Linked DNA regions of Mus musculus: regions 1, 2 and 3 are each linked to region 4. A link is a contact called in public capture Hi-C and promoter capture Hi-C data. All regions are on one chromosome and are shown on one strand. Each heading gives the region's core, a stretch centred on a gene start, on an enhancer-like site or on the middle of the called end of the contact. The rest is flanking DNA. Distances are from core to core; before and after follow the strand shown.

Region 1 (2,870 bases), core at 12-2,511, 2.4 Mb before region 4:
AATTCAGTGTTACTAAATGATCAACTAAAATCCTTCCCCACAGACACCAACTTCACCATATGCCATTATGAATCTGAGAAAAGGACAATAGACAAAATTCATTAGGAACCCAACAAGGTCCAGGCCTCCAAAAACACTTACTGGCGTGACCTCCTGCTGCCTTAAAGTCCTGGAAGTAGCACTCTAACCAATCATGAAGCAGAGCAACCAACTGGTTCACACTGTTCACAGACACCTGCTCTCTAGAATTTTCTCATGTTCGTACATAAAGATTCATCTCTTGCAAGATCTTTCTGCGCGGAATTGGTACCCCTGCACAACAAACTCTCATACAGATCTTACACCATGTGTTTAAATCTCTATTTTTTTTTAATTTTTATTTTGTCCATAAGCCCAATAAAAGCAAAGGCACTGCCATTCTTAGTAATCTCCATTTACTGAATGCTTATTGTGTATCTGACACTGTGAAGAAACATTACCTAATTCATAGAAAAACTTTATCATACAAATTTTACTGTCCCTACTAACACAGAACACTAGGGGCAAAAAATTCACTGATGTGTGTGGTGTCTACACAGACTTGCCTGATAATAAGCAGTGGAGCCTGTCACAACCCAGGGCAGCCAGGTGAACCAGAAGGGCCAGCTTCAGGTTCTCACGGATGCTCCCACAGACCATCCCTTTAACACAACTTCCACCTGGTTTAGGCCCTTCACTGACTATCAGCTGCCATTTGGGGACCGCAGCCCAAGGCCAGGCCCCGTGATGACACTCCTCGATGCACCCACTGAGGACTCTGTTGTGAGAAGGCAGGGTTCCCGCACGATGCACCAAACCGTCGAGGATGTCTGCTGAAAAGGCAGACTCCCGGCCACATCAGGGTCTGATTCACAAAGTCTGAGAGGTGGGGACGGGCGCCGACTACACTTTTGAGAAACACAGCTCATGGGGCTCACGCCCCTTCGCCACGGCTGGACAAAACCGGGAAAGATGGGGAATCACCAGGCCCCGCCAAAGTCTTCCTGGGCCAGCGGACCCCAATTCGGTCTACAACGAAGCCTGGTACCCAAAGCGCCCGTTTCATCAGAGAGGCCGGCCGGGGCCTCCCTCAGGATGCCCCGCAAGGCTTCGGGGCCCGCCACCCACCCGGAGCCCGGTTCCTCCACACCGGCGGGCGGAGCGGCGACTGCTTACTGACCTGCGGCCGCCAGTCCCTGGGCGCAGCCGCCCAACGCAGCCGGGCCCGGACGCGGAAGTAAGCCGTCGCCTACTCGGATGCTCCACGATTGGTAGAGCGGAGCAACCCGCGGCGCCCCCGTGCGGTCCCAACGTGCAGTGCGCCAAAAGGGAGGCCTCGCCCCGGACCCGCCCCGCCCACGGGACGGCGGTGGCCACGCCCCAAGAACGTTCCTGAATTTTCCCGGAGTCTAGGCCCCTCTGGTGGAACAGGATGTTTTCCAGCCCCAGGGGAAGCTACTCCATTAACATATTAGAACTTGGATCTACCCATTTGCATAGTTTGTGGCGTGCAAAGCTTTTCCACAAGGCACACTTTATACCTGTAAAAGATGGTGGTTGGTTTCTAAAAATATTTATTAAATCTTTGGAAATTTCATACATCAGAATTAAGATGGTAGTTTTATTCTTGTTACAGGAAGGAAAACCGAGGAGGGAGGACAACCCTCCATTCAACATTCTTGCACACCCAGCACTGTATTAAGTCGCTTGTAGAACTATTTAATTTCTTCTTAATAAAACCCCCATAACACTTAAATCTTCCAACTGTATAGGGCTATGTATTTCAAGATGAGTGAAACAGTCCTGTTTTCCGGGCACTTCGCTCCTTACTAGATTCTAAAGTCCTCTTTTACAGGTCTTAGGAAAGAAGCCAGCCAGAAGTATGGCAGCCTGCCCTTCAGCTAAAAAGTCTTGGGAGACAGGGAAGGTTTGTTCAAGCTGCCGTGATTTCTCACAGGATAGAGACCAGGCTCTGAGAATGGAGCGCTGGCCAAGACAGTGTCAATAGTTTACATTTTAGTATTTTTAATCACTGTAACCAAAAGACCTGACACACACAACTTAAAGGAGTGAGGGTTTATTTTGGCCCTGAGTTTCAAAGGTATCAGTTCCTAACAGCAGGGAGCATAGAGTCCCAACCCATGGGATGACGCTAGCCAATTCAAAGTAGTATTTCCCTAACAGTAGTCCTCTCTCCAAATGCCCACGTAGACACATGTAGGCATTTGCCTCACCTATCTTATCTGGGAAAAAAAAAATTCTGCATTTTAAGCATAGCTGATCGATCAGCTTTCCTAGTGTGGTGTGAAAGTAGACATAGACAATGAAAGAAACTGAATTGAGCAGTGCTGTATTTCAGCTTTATATGGGCAGTGAAAGTAAATTTTCTTATTGCATGAGTCAGGAAATATTCTTCAAAATGAGATTTCTTTTTTTTTTGTAACATTAAAATATGTAGTATGTATTCTTAGATCATGGACTGTAGAAAGCCCATGGCTGCCTCCTCTTCCTCCTCTTTGGGGCGGGGGTGGGGGTCAAAACAGACACCAATCAAAATAGTTACAGAGGATAATGGCTACCTCAGAGTAGAGGCAGGGCAACGTTGAGTTGAAATGAATGAAGCTTGAATGGAGAGTCCCTCACTGGTTGGTAGGACTTCACTCCAAGAGCTAAAAACGTGAATGTGTTCACTTTCTGAAGAGACTCAATAATAATATTTTAGGGGAAAAAAGAACTTGGAAATTGGTAGAAAGAAAAGAAGCTAGTATACCTGAGGCTGGGGTAGGCACTGGGATATAGGGAAAGGAGAGAGACACAAGCTGAACAGTTAGGTTTTTAAAATCTTTTTTATG
Region 2 (2,700 bases), core at 74-2,573, 2.5 Mb after region 4:
CTTTCTCTCTCTCTCCTTTTTTTTGTATGTAAATTTCTCAATTTGAGTACCAATGAGAGAGACAGAAAGAGAGAGAGAGAGAGAGAGAGAGAGAGAGAGAGAGAGAGAGAGAGAGAGGAGAGGAGAGAGAGAGAGAGAGAGAGAGAGAGAGAGAGAGAGAGAGAGAGGAGAGGGGGGGAGGAGAAGATAAATGAAAAAATTAAAAGATGGAAATTAGAGCTGGGTGTGGTGGCTCATGCTTGTAGTCCCACCACTTGGGAGGCTGAGGCAGGGGGATTGTTTAAGGCTAGCTACATGGTGAATTACAGGCTGGCCTCTGCTAAAAAGTGAAAACCTTTCTCAAGATAACAAACAAAAGAGGATGAAAACACTTTAGCGGAAAGGAAAAGACCATATAGTCACACGGAAAAGGATAAGGTAGTAGTAGAAACAGCTTTTAGGAGTCCTAGGATAATGGGGTCTTTGGAAAAGGATAAGGTAGTAGTAGAAACAGCTTTTAGGAGTCCTAGGATAATGGGGTCTTTTTCATCCTAAAGATACAGATGTGGTTATCAAGTCGTATGCTAAGCAACTCGTCTTGGTCAAAGCTCTTCCAACACTGGAGGACTTTTGGTGGTCTACAAGGTGAAACTGCACCCTGACGGAAGGGGATCCCCAAATTGACGGAAGCAGTAATTCAGAACTAGCAAGATGGGCAGGCTTCATCAGATTTTCTAAGAAACATTCTCTCATTTTTCTCTCACTTCTGAGGAGACATGAGATCTGACATACTACTCAGCTATCTGGGGACCAGGCTGTGGGGTCGGGAGAAATTGAGAACTGGGGGTGTGGGCCTCGGGTCAGCAGTTGCTTCATAAGGCATTTACAGGGCACCTTCACTGCATGTCCTCCTCGGTGGAGGCTGAGTCTTGGCTTCCTCTGCTTCAGGAGCTCTAAGTCTGGTGGGGGTGTGGGGGTGGAGAGAAGAAAGGTAGCCGGGGGCCCTGCCTGCGTGGTGAGCAAAGGTGGGTCCACAAACAGATGCTGTGAATAGGCAGCTCATCTGTCCCTCTTCCGGCACACCCTGTAAGTAAGGGAAGCACGTTTTAGCCATCCGCCCATGGTGCCCGCAGCTCGAGAAGCATTTCTCATAGGTTAAGCATACATCGGCTTTTTCAGAAGTAAAGATCATGTCTGCCTTTGGCAAGCTCAAAACCGCCTTAGTCCCTTTCTGGGCCAGATTCTCATCTGATGTAAATCCTTGGGAGAATCAAGTTGTAGCACTGTTTTGCATGGAGTGGGAGTCAATTCAGTCTTTCCCCTGAGTTACCCTGAGCGAAACTCTACTACAGCGTCTCCATGGCAACCAGAGGCTGGCCAGTAAACTCGGTTGCCTCCTAAATCTCCCCACCCCCAGCTTCTCCCCGCTCTTTTCCACGGTTAAGAATGAGGCTCCCTCGCTCGGTGTCCCTCGCTCTCACACTCCTTTATTGCTTTGTGCTCATATCTTTTTTTCCCCCTGCAACTCCTTATCCAATCTGCTTTTAAAATCCTCCATCCAGTTTAAAAAAAAAATGAAGACGGGTTAGTCATTGCTTGACAGTAGTAATTGACCTGTTTAGACAAGACCAAGCTGATTTCAATGGGCACAGAAACCTTGGCAAACCAAAGTGGAATTTACCTTCAAGTCTAGCCAGCCTAATTAATACATTGTTGAGAATTCTGGCCAGCCACACCAAATATGGCTTTTCCACCCACTTGAAGAATTCACCAATCTGAATTCCAGCAGATACTGCAGTATCATTGTGTGTATGTGGTGTGTGTGCGTGGAAGTGTGTGTGTGTGTGTGTGTGTATGTGTGTGTGTGTGTGTGTGTGTGTGAGAGAGAGAGAGAGAGAGAGAGAGAGAGAAAGGAAGAGAGAGATGAGAGAAAAAATTATAATGCTTTGACACATGGTAAAGTAATTCTGATTAAATAATAAAGAAAGCTATGTAAGGGTAGGACTCTTGGTTGAGACATATTTACTACCAGGTGAGCAGCAATTGTCGATTGAACCTCTGTGAGCCTGTTTCCTCATCTGTACAGTGGGTTAAAGTACCTGATGCATAAAGGGACCAGCGAAGAGATTGCAGATAATAAACGGCTTGGTATATATGAAGGCCGAGTACCGCCTGAGTCCCTGGATCCCTGCTGTATGACCCAAAGCATGTGTGTTTCTCTCTTTCTTTTCTTTATTTTTTTTCTTTATTTTTTTAATTGATTTTTTTTTATGAGTCCGCATGCTCTCAGCCTAGCAACACTCTCTGTGTCTCTCCCCCAGGGGGCACCCTCCCGCCAGGGACCGAGCCCACAGTGGACACGGTGCCCGTGCAGCCCATCCCAGCCTACTGGTATTACGTTATGGCGGCCGGGGGCGCCGTGCTGGTGCTGGCCTCCGTCGTCCTGGCCCTGGTGCTCCACTACCACCGGTTCCGCTATGCGGCCAAGAAGACCGATCACTCCATCACCTACAAAACCTCCCACTACACCAACGGGGCCCCTCTGGCGGTCGAGCCCACCCTAACCATTAAGCTAGAGCAAGAGCGGGGCTCGCACTGCTGAGGGCCGAAGCAGGAACAGCGCCCCCCCAAAAAAAACCCAAGAAAGACTGCAAACACGTTGCCTCGATTTTGCACTTTTTTTCTCCTCGCCTAGTCTCTGTGTGAACCCTCAGACATCTC
Region 3 (2,700 bases), core at 74-2,573, 2.7 Mb after region 4:
GTTATTTGACAACATAAAATGATCACTTCTCAACTCCATCTCTAATGACTATCTGCTTCTCATCAAACCATACTCTTTTCATAGAGGGGCATCAGACCACATTACCTGCCAACAGGGAACTGCTGTCATTTCTAAGCAGGAATACCTCGTACAGTAGGCTCACTAGAGAAAAATCACCTTTGCTTTTCAGCAATGTGATGGTAACTAGAAGATTTGTCCATTGCATAGTCTATCACTTGCTGGGCTACTTGTAACTGCCACTTATTGTCCTGAATTGTTCCCTAGCTGTGTAACCTACCCAGGTGTGAAAATTGCTAAGCCATTTTTACAGAAGAAAAAAAAAAAGTGTCTTGAGTATTATTACTAAAATAACATCAACAATTAAAGGAGCCCATCTTCCCTTCAGGCACCAGAGATTACAGTTGCTGACATTCATATCCTCAGAGCACATATGCAGTCACTAACTGCAGCAACTTCCAAGGTAAATCACAGTAACACAACGAACTGGCCTTTATAAATGGTCCCAGAAACCTGCAGAGACAGAGGGAGCCTTCTTTGTTACTGTCTCTCGCGCACTGAGCACTACACTAAAACTAGCTTCTACCCCATCAGGATCTGTGTAGGGTTTGTTTTTGATTCCAGTATTGCCTTACCATAAGTGCTATGATCTCATATAAGCATTATAAAAGATGCTGAATTTTTCTTTGCATATTAATACCCACCTACTATTGAGAGACTAGAATTGTTTCAGCAACTAGAGTTGTAACAAAGTGGACAAACACCTCTGGGCTTAGAGACAGATAATCTCCCAACAGGGGGCTCACAAAAAAAGCTAGAAAAAAAGCAAATGATAGGCTTGGCTGTCTGCTCTAAAACAGAAGGGAGTGTGCTTTTGCTACTCATTCGCTCTGCTATCAGTATTCCTTCAGAAGCCATCATGGGCATCTAAACAAAAGGGAGCTTACTCAATATTTTTGGCGTGAAGCTGTAGCTGGCAACATTCCTGATCAGTTCATGCCTCCTCACTCGAAAGCAAAGAAGGGCTTTTAAATGCACATAAAACAGAAAATTGCAAACAATAAAAGGTGCAACCTACTGCAAACTCAGTTTTGACAACTAAACAATTTTCAGCAGCTAATATAGGGACACATAGCCAATAACAGTCCAAATTGACTACTCCTGACTCTCCTCTCCCTGGCAAAGAAGAGCTGATAAGGAGAAGTCCGAGTGCGGCTCTGCTACAGTCTTCAGTTGATGCACACTGGAGACAAAATGCATTTTCTGGGAATACAGTTATCTAATGATGACTCTAGTGGGTGGTGAGAACAGCCTAGCAGAGAAAATGACACTTTTGAGGTGAGGCAACCACTCACTCTCACCCCATCACAGCGTACTAAAGTAAGAAACCTACTGACGTGGGCTCACAGGTCCAGCAGTCAAAAGGCTGTTCTCACAGTCCAGAAAAGAAGTGCATGGTGACACCAAACATAATTTTGCTTTGTGACATAATTTATAATTTAAAAATTTCTCAATATGCAAAAGAGGCAAAGCTATTAAAAATAAATGTTGCAATTAATTAACATGATTTTTAAGGAAAAAAGTAAATACAAACATATTTTGCCTCCCCAACCTCAGTAAATACAAAATAGGGCATATCATGATTTCATGTGGCACTTCCCCTCCAAAAGCTCAGGCACGTAGTATCTACAGAATGCCTGCTGATCACCATCATTCCTTCACAAGGCAGAGAACGAAAAGCCTTCAACAGAAGGGCCTGGTTAGACGTAGCATGGCATGAAGAACACACACAGCAGAAGTTGGAAAATACATCCCAACCTTTACCTAGCAGGAAGGAGTTAGGATCAGACAGTCCCTGACAAAAGAATTACTGTACCACATCATTTGGAGATATGTTGCCTTACTTTTAAAAATATACATATGTAAATTAGGTTGAGCTCAGGTATGAACACCTAATGGTACATGAAAGGACAGGGACCCATCAGCAAAGCCAGGCAGAGCACGAAGCTGCACCCTGCTCTGGGAGGGGAAGGCAGGTGGGCAGGCAAGAGGAAACCCCTCACACCAGTCCACAGCCACCAACTTACTGCACTACCCAAAAAGAGTTTTACCCCAAACCTTGGTACACTTAAAAAAAAAAAAAATTCCAATTTTACTTTATCCTAAGTACTTAAATTATTTTAAAAGTACCTAAGGTAAGTCAAATTATGTCTAATTTCCAAATTCTGCTTTGAAAGAACTGTTAAAATGTGTGTCCTTCCGATATTACACATCACTTCACAACTGGTACATGGATTCTACACGTGTCCTCCACAGTTCACAAATCTCACCAAAGAATCACAACTGTAAACATGTAAAAACTAGGAGCCAATGATGGACCAAACAGGCCTAGCGTCAGCTTTCAAATCTATCTGGTTTAGCGTGCTTTTGCATACCAAACCATTTTCTTTCATTACTACCTACAAATGTGTTCCATGAGTGGGGAATTCTGAAACAAATGCACAAGGAAGAAGGGGGGGGGGGGGGGTGATGGCACTCCCTATTCTGACATGAGCTCAGACTCCTGGAGCTCCTTTCCTCACAGGCTGATCTTAGTGAGCAAGGTGCTTCACTCTGAGACCACCCCTCTCTGTTCAAGATGCTTTAGTCAACTCAGTAGGAAAGAAGGATAAACCTTGCTAG
Region 4 (2,818 bases), core at 147-2,646:
TCTGCTGTTGATGTGGGCCATCATTTTGATGAGAAATGTCTTTAAAACCGATTTAAAAAACAAACCCTTGAAACACTCAGGGCAGTTTGAAATACATTCAGAGTTAAAAGCACAGCTCTTGCTGTGTGAGGTGGCCCATGCCTAAAATTTTAGCGACTTGTAAACTAAGACAAAATCAAACGTTTGAGGCCAACTTGAGCAATGTAGACAGCTTTGTCCCAAGACAGGAAAAAATGTGATTTCCAATCGACGAAATCTTGAGTGGAAGTATTGTTACAGCTTCAAAAAGATATGGCATGTTTTCAGTGAGGTATGATTCCTTCTTAAGCAGTAGTCATTACAGGAGCTCTAACTGCAATTCCAAATGACATGCCAAACGGTATCAAGAAAATTTGATATTCAAGCTATAAAATCTATAAATTGTTTTAGGATGCTTTCACTAAATGTAGTGCCAATAAGTATCAGGCTTTACCTTATACTAACCCATGTTAAAATTTCTGAGTTGGATAGAACAGAAGGATCTCAAATTACAGTAATGCTCTGACCAAGCAATGTTTGAAAAACATAAGCACACAACATTGCTTTGCCAGTGCTCAGTGCTTCCTAGAACGCCCAATAGTACCCTCCACTGGCTACTCTATATGGTATTATTTTGAATGAATTGATTTTGATTTAATGAGGCAGGAGCTCAGGTAACCTAGGAATTGGTTATGTAGTTGGAAATGACTAAACACTTGATTTTCTTGCCTCCACCTTCTGACGCTGGGATTACAAATGTGTGCCAACCAGCCAGGTTTATGTGGTGCTGGGGACTGAAGCCAGAACTTTGTACTAGAAAAGCAATCTACCTCCCCAGCCTCTGGTTTTCAGTTTTCCATAGAAGAAAATGGAGCTTGCTAAATTCAAGGAATTTATTGCAAATTATCAGTAACAGAAATCCTACCCACTGTCTGCCACCGTGGCCAGAAATCCTACCCAATGTCTGCTACCGTGGCTAACGCCTTTAATTCCAGCACCAGGAAGGCATCTATTAGTCAGAGGCCAGCCTGGTCTACATAGTTCCAATCTAGACAGGGATACATAGTCAGATCCTGTCAAAACACAGAAACCAGCCACGTTCACTGGAGCGCTTTTGAGCAATAAGGAGCATCTAACGGTGCCTAGCTCTTCAGCCATGCATGCAGGTGTCCAGGTGAGACTGGCTTCGGTTGTGAGTCCTACTTAAATGTACTTAAGTCTACTTTGTGCAAGCGGACTGGTGTCGCACGCAGCTTGATTCTAGCCAGGCCAGGGTGGGACCCGGGCCTGGAGGTTTCCTTGTGGCCTGTGAGTCGCCAGCAGACCAAGGGTGACGCCCAGCACGGGCGTGGCGGGGCGACCGCGGCTCCTATTCGCCGACCGCCTGAGGCCACCTCCCTCCCCAGCTGCGGGCGCCACCACGGAGCTCACGGCCGAGGACCGCGCGGGCGGGCGAGAGGAAGCATGCTGGACTTCGCCATCTTCGCCGTGACGTTCCTGCTGGCGCTGGTGGGAGCGGTGCTGTACCTCTACCCGGTAACTCCCAACTCGGGTTTCGGGGGTGCGCCTGCGCCGCGAGGACCTGGGCGGGCGGTCGGCCGGGAGCGCTTGCGGAAGAGCCACGTGGCTCCGCCCCGGCGTGCGTTCCCCGTGCGCATGAGTGCTGTGGTCGCTGAGCTGTGGTCCTGGGCGGGTCCCTCATTCTCCCTGTCCCGGACGGGTTTTGGGAGGTGGCGATCAATTCATTACCTTGGGTGACTTTGGAGACATTGACTTCTTCGAGCCCCAATCCCATTTGCTTCTACATCAGGGGAGAAACTCCTTCCATCTTTTCCTAGCATCCCCCTGCATATGCCCCGGCACCGTTGTTGGAATGGGCGAGCTGAGCTCCCCAACCCAAACTTTGTCCACCTGTCCTTTTCAGAGGGGAACCTCTCAAAACTCCGGAGTTACTGTTAAGGAACTTCCTTAAAGTGTATTGTATAAAGCTGGGCGTTGCATACATCTGTAATCCCAGCCCGGGGTGAGGAGGATGGGGTGGGAGCTCAAAGCTCACCCTGGACTACATCAAACCCTGTCTTTAAAAGAATATGTATGTACAAAGTGTGGTGGATTTATGGAAAAGTGGAAAGGTAGTGAACAGCCCCGGGTAGATGAATGGTGATGGAGATGCCCCTTAGAAGTGTCCTGTTCTGAGTTAGTGGTTGATTAGACTAATATAGAAACCACATACCTGAACTCCTGAGAAACAAAACACTGATATGAAGAAGTTGAGAGCTCAGGCCTTTCAAGAATAAGAGGACTGTGTCCTAGCCAACTGGAGCGAATGTAAAACCAGACCGGGAAGACAGATGGGTGTAAATGGCTGAAAAGCTATTCAAAGGACTTTTAAGTCTGCGTTCTACTGGAGGATTTCAATGGATAAGTGGCTATTTTAGTTTAAAGGAAAACTGGGAATGCTGTGTTGGGCCTGTAATCATAGCACTTGGATGGTGGAGGCAGGAGAGTTCAAGGGTTTCTTCCAAAATGGACCTGAGTTCTAGGCCAGTCTGGATCACATGAGCCCTTGTCTTAAATTTTAAAATTTGTATACTAGAAAAAAAATTAAAAATATATGTGGCAAAAAAATGTCTTCAATTCATTCCTTTTAAAAAATGCAAATCTTGGAATCAAGGGATTTTCAGCTTTAAAGGAGAACTTTAATTTGCAGGCTGGCCGTGTCTAATTCCCAGACACTCTGGGAGCTCTGGTGGGAGGATTGTAAGCTTGAAGCCATCTTGGGCAATGAATGTTGTGAGAC

Evidence for each region. Promoter capture Hi-C pulls out the DNA fragments that hold promoters and counts their contacts. Capture Hi-C pulls out chosen DNA fragments and counts their contacts.
Region 1: a contact with region 4 is called in a promoter capture Hi-C map of pre-B cells, with 8 times the contacts expected there. The contact joins the promoter of Kctd18 here to the promoter of Cyp20a1 in region 4. A contact is called at or near these places in 2 of 39 promoter capture datasets (liver and pre-B cells).
Region 2: a capture Hi-C map of embryonic stem cells shows a contact between it and region 4, with 10 times the contacts expected there. The contact joins the promoter of 4930487H11Rik here to the promoter of Cyp20a1 in region 4. A contact is called at or near these places in 1 of 39 promoter capture datasets (hippocampal neurons), 1 of 115 datasets of contacts at active chromatin or transcription factors (astrocytes) and 1 of 9 other capture datasets (embryonic stem cells).
Region 3: a contact with region 4 is called in a promoter capture Hi-C map of hippocampal neurons, with 9 times the contacts expected there. The contact joins the enhancer-like site here to the promoter of Cyp20a1 in region 4. A contact is called at or near these places in 5 of 39 promoter capture datasets (the 3T3-L1 cell line, cranial neural crest, hippocampal neurons and 1 more) and 2 of 115 datasets of contacts at active chromatin or transcription factors (astrocytes and embryonic stem cells).

What each region holds. Positions count from the first base shown.
Region 1 is chr1:57,968,823-57,971,692 of GRCm38.p6, forward strand. It overlaps Kctd18 (potassium channel tetramerisation domain containing 18), which reads right to left and starts at 1,262. Exons shown (of 7, transcript NM_001159864.1): 1 at 1,199-1,262.
Region 2 is chr1:62,793,409-62,796,108 of GRCm38.p6, forward strand. 4930487H11Rik (RIKEN cDNA 4930487H11 gene) reads right to left here and starts at 1,324. Exons shown (of 3, transcript NR_040601.1): 1 at 1,145-1,324; 2 at 988-1,063. The region is part of intron 15 of Nrp2 (neuropilin 2); the gene reads left to right.
Region 3 is chr1:63,054,603-63,057,302 of GRCm38.p6, forward strand. Ino80d (INO80 complex subunit D) reads right to left here. Exons shown (of 12, transcript NM_001114609.1): 12 at 1-2,700. Among named protein-coding and RNA genes, the nearest start is that of Ino80d, 58 kb to the right of the region's middle. Within about 2 kb of position 1,324, at least 6 of the 459 cell types and tissues checked have an H3K27ac peak or open chromatin away from gene starts, as enhancers often do. A contact at or near this core is called in hippocampal neurons, where this site is marked.
Region 4 is chr1:60,341,904-60,344,721 of GRCm38.p6, forward strand. Cyp20a1 (cytochrome P450, family 20, subfamily a, polypeptide 1) reads left to right here and starts at 1,397. Exons shown (of 13, transcript NM_030013.3): 1 at 1,397-1,554. The coding sequence starts at 1,483.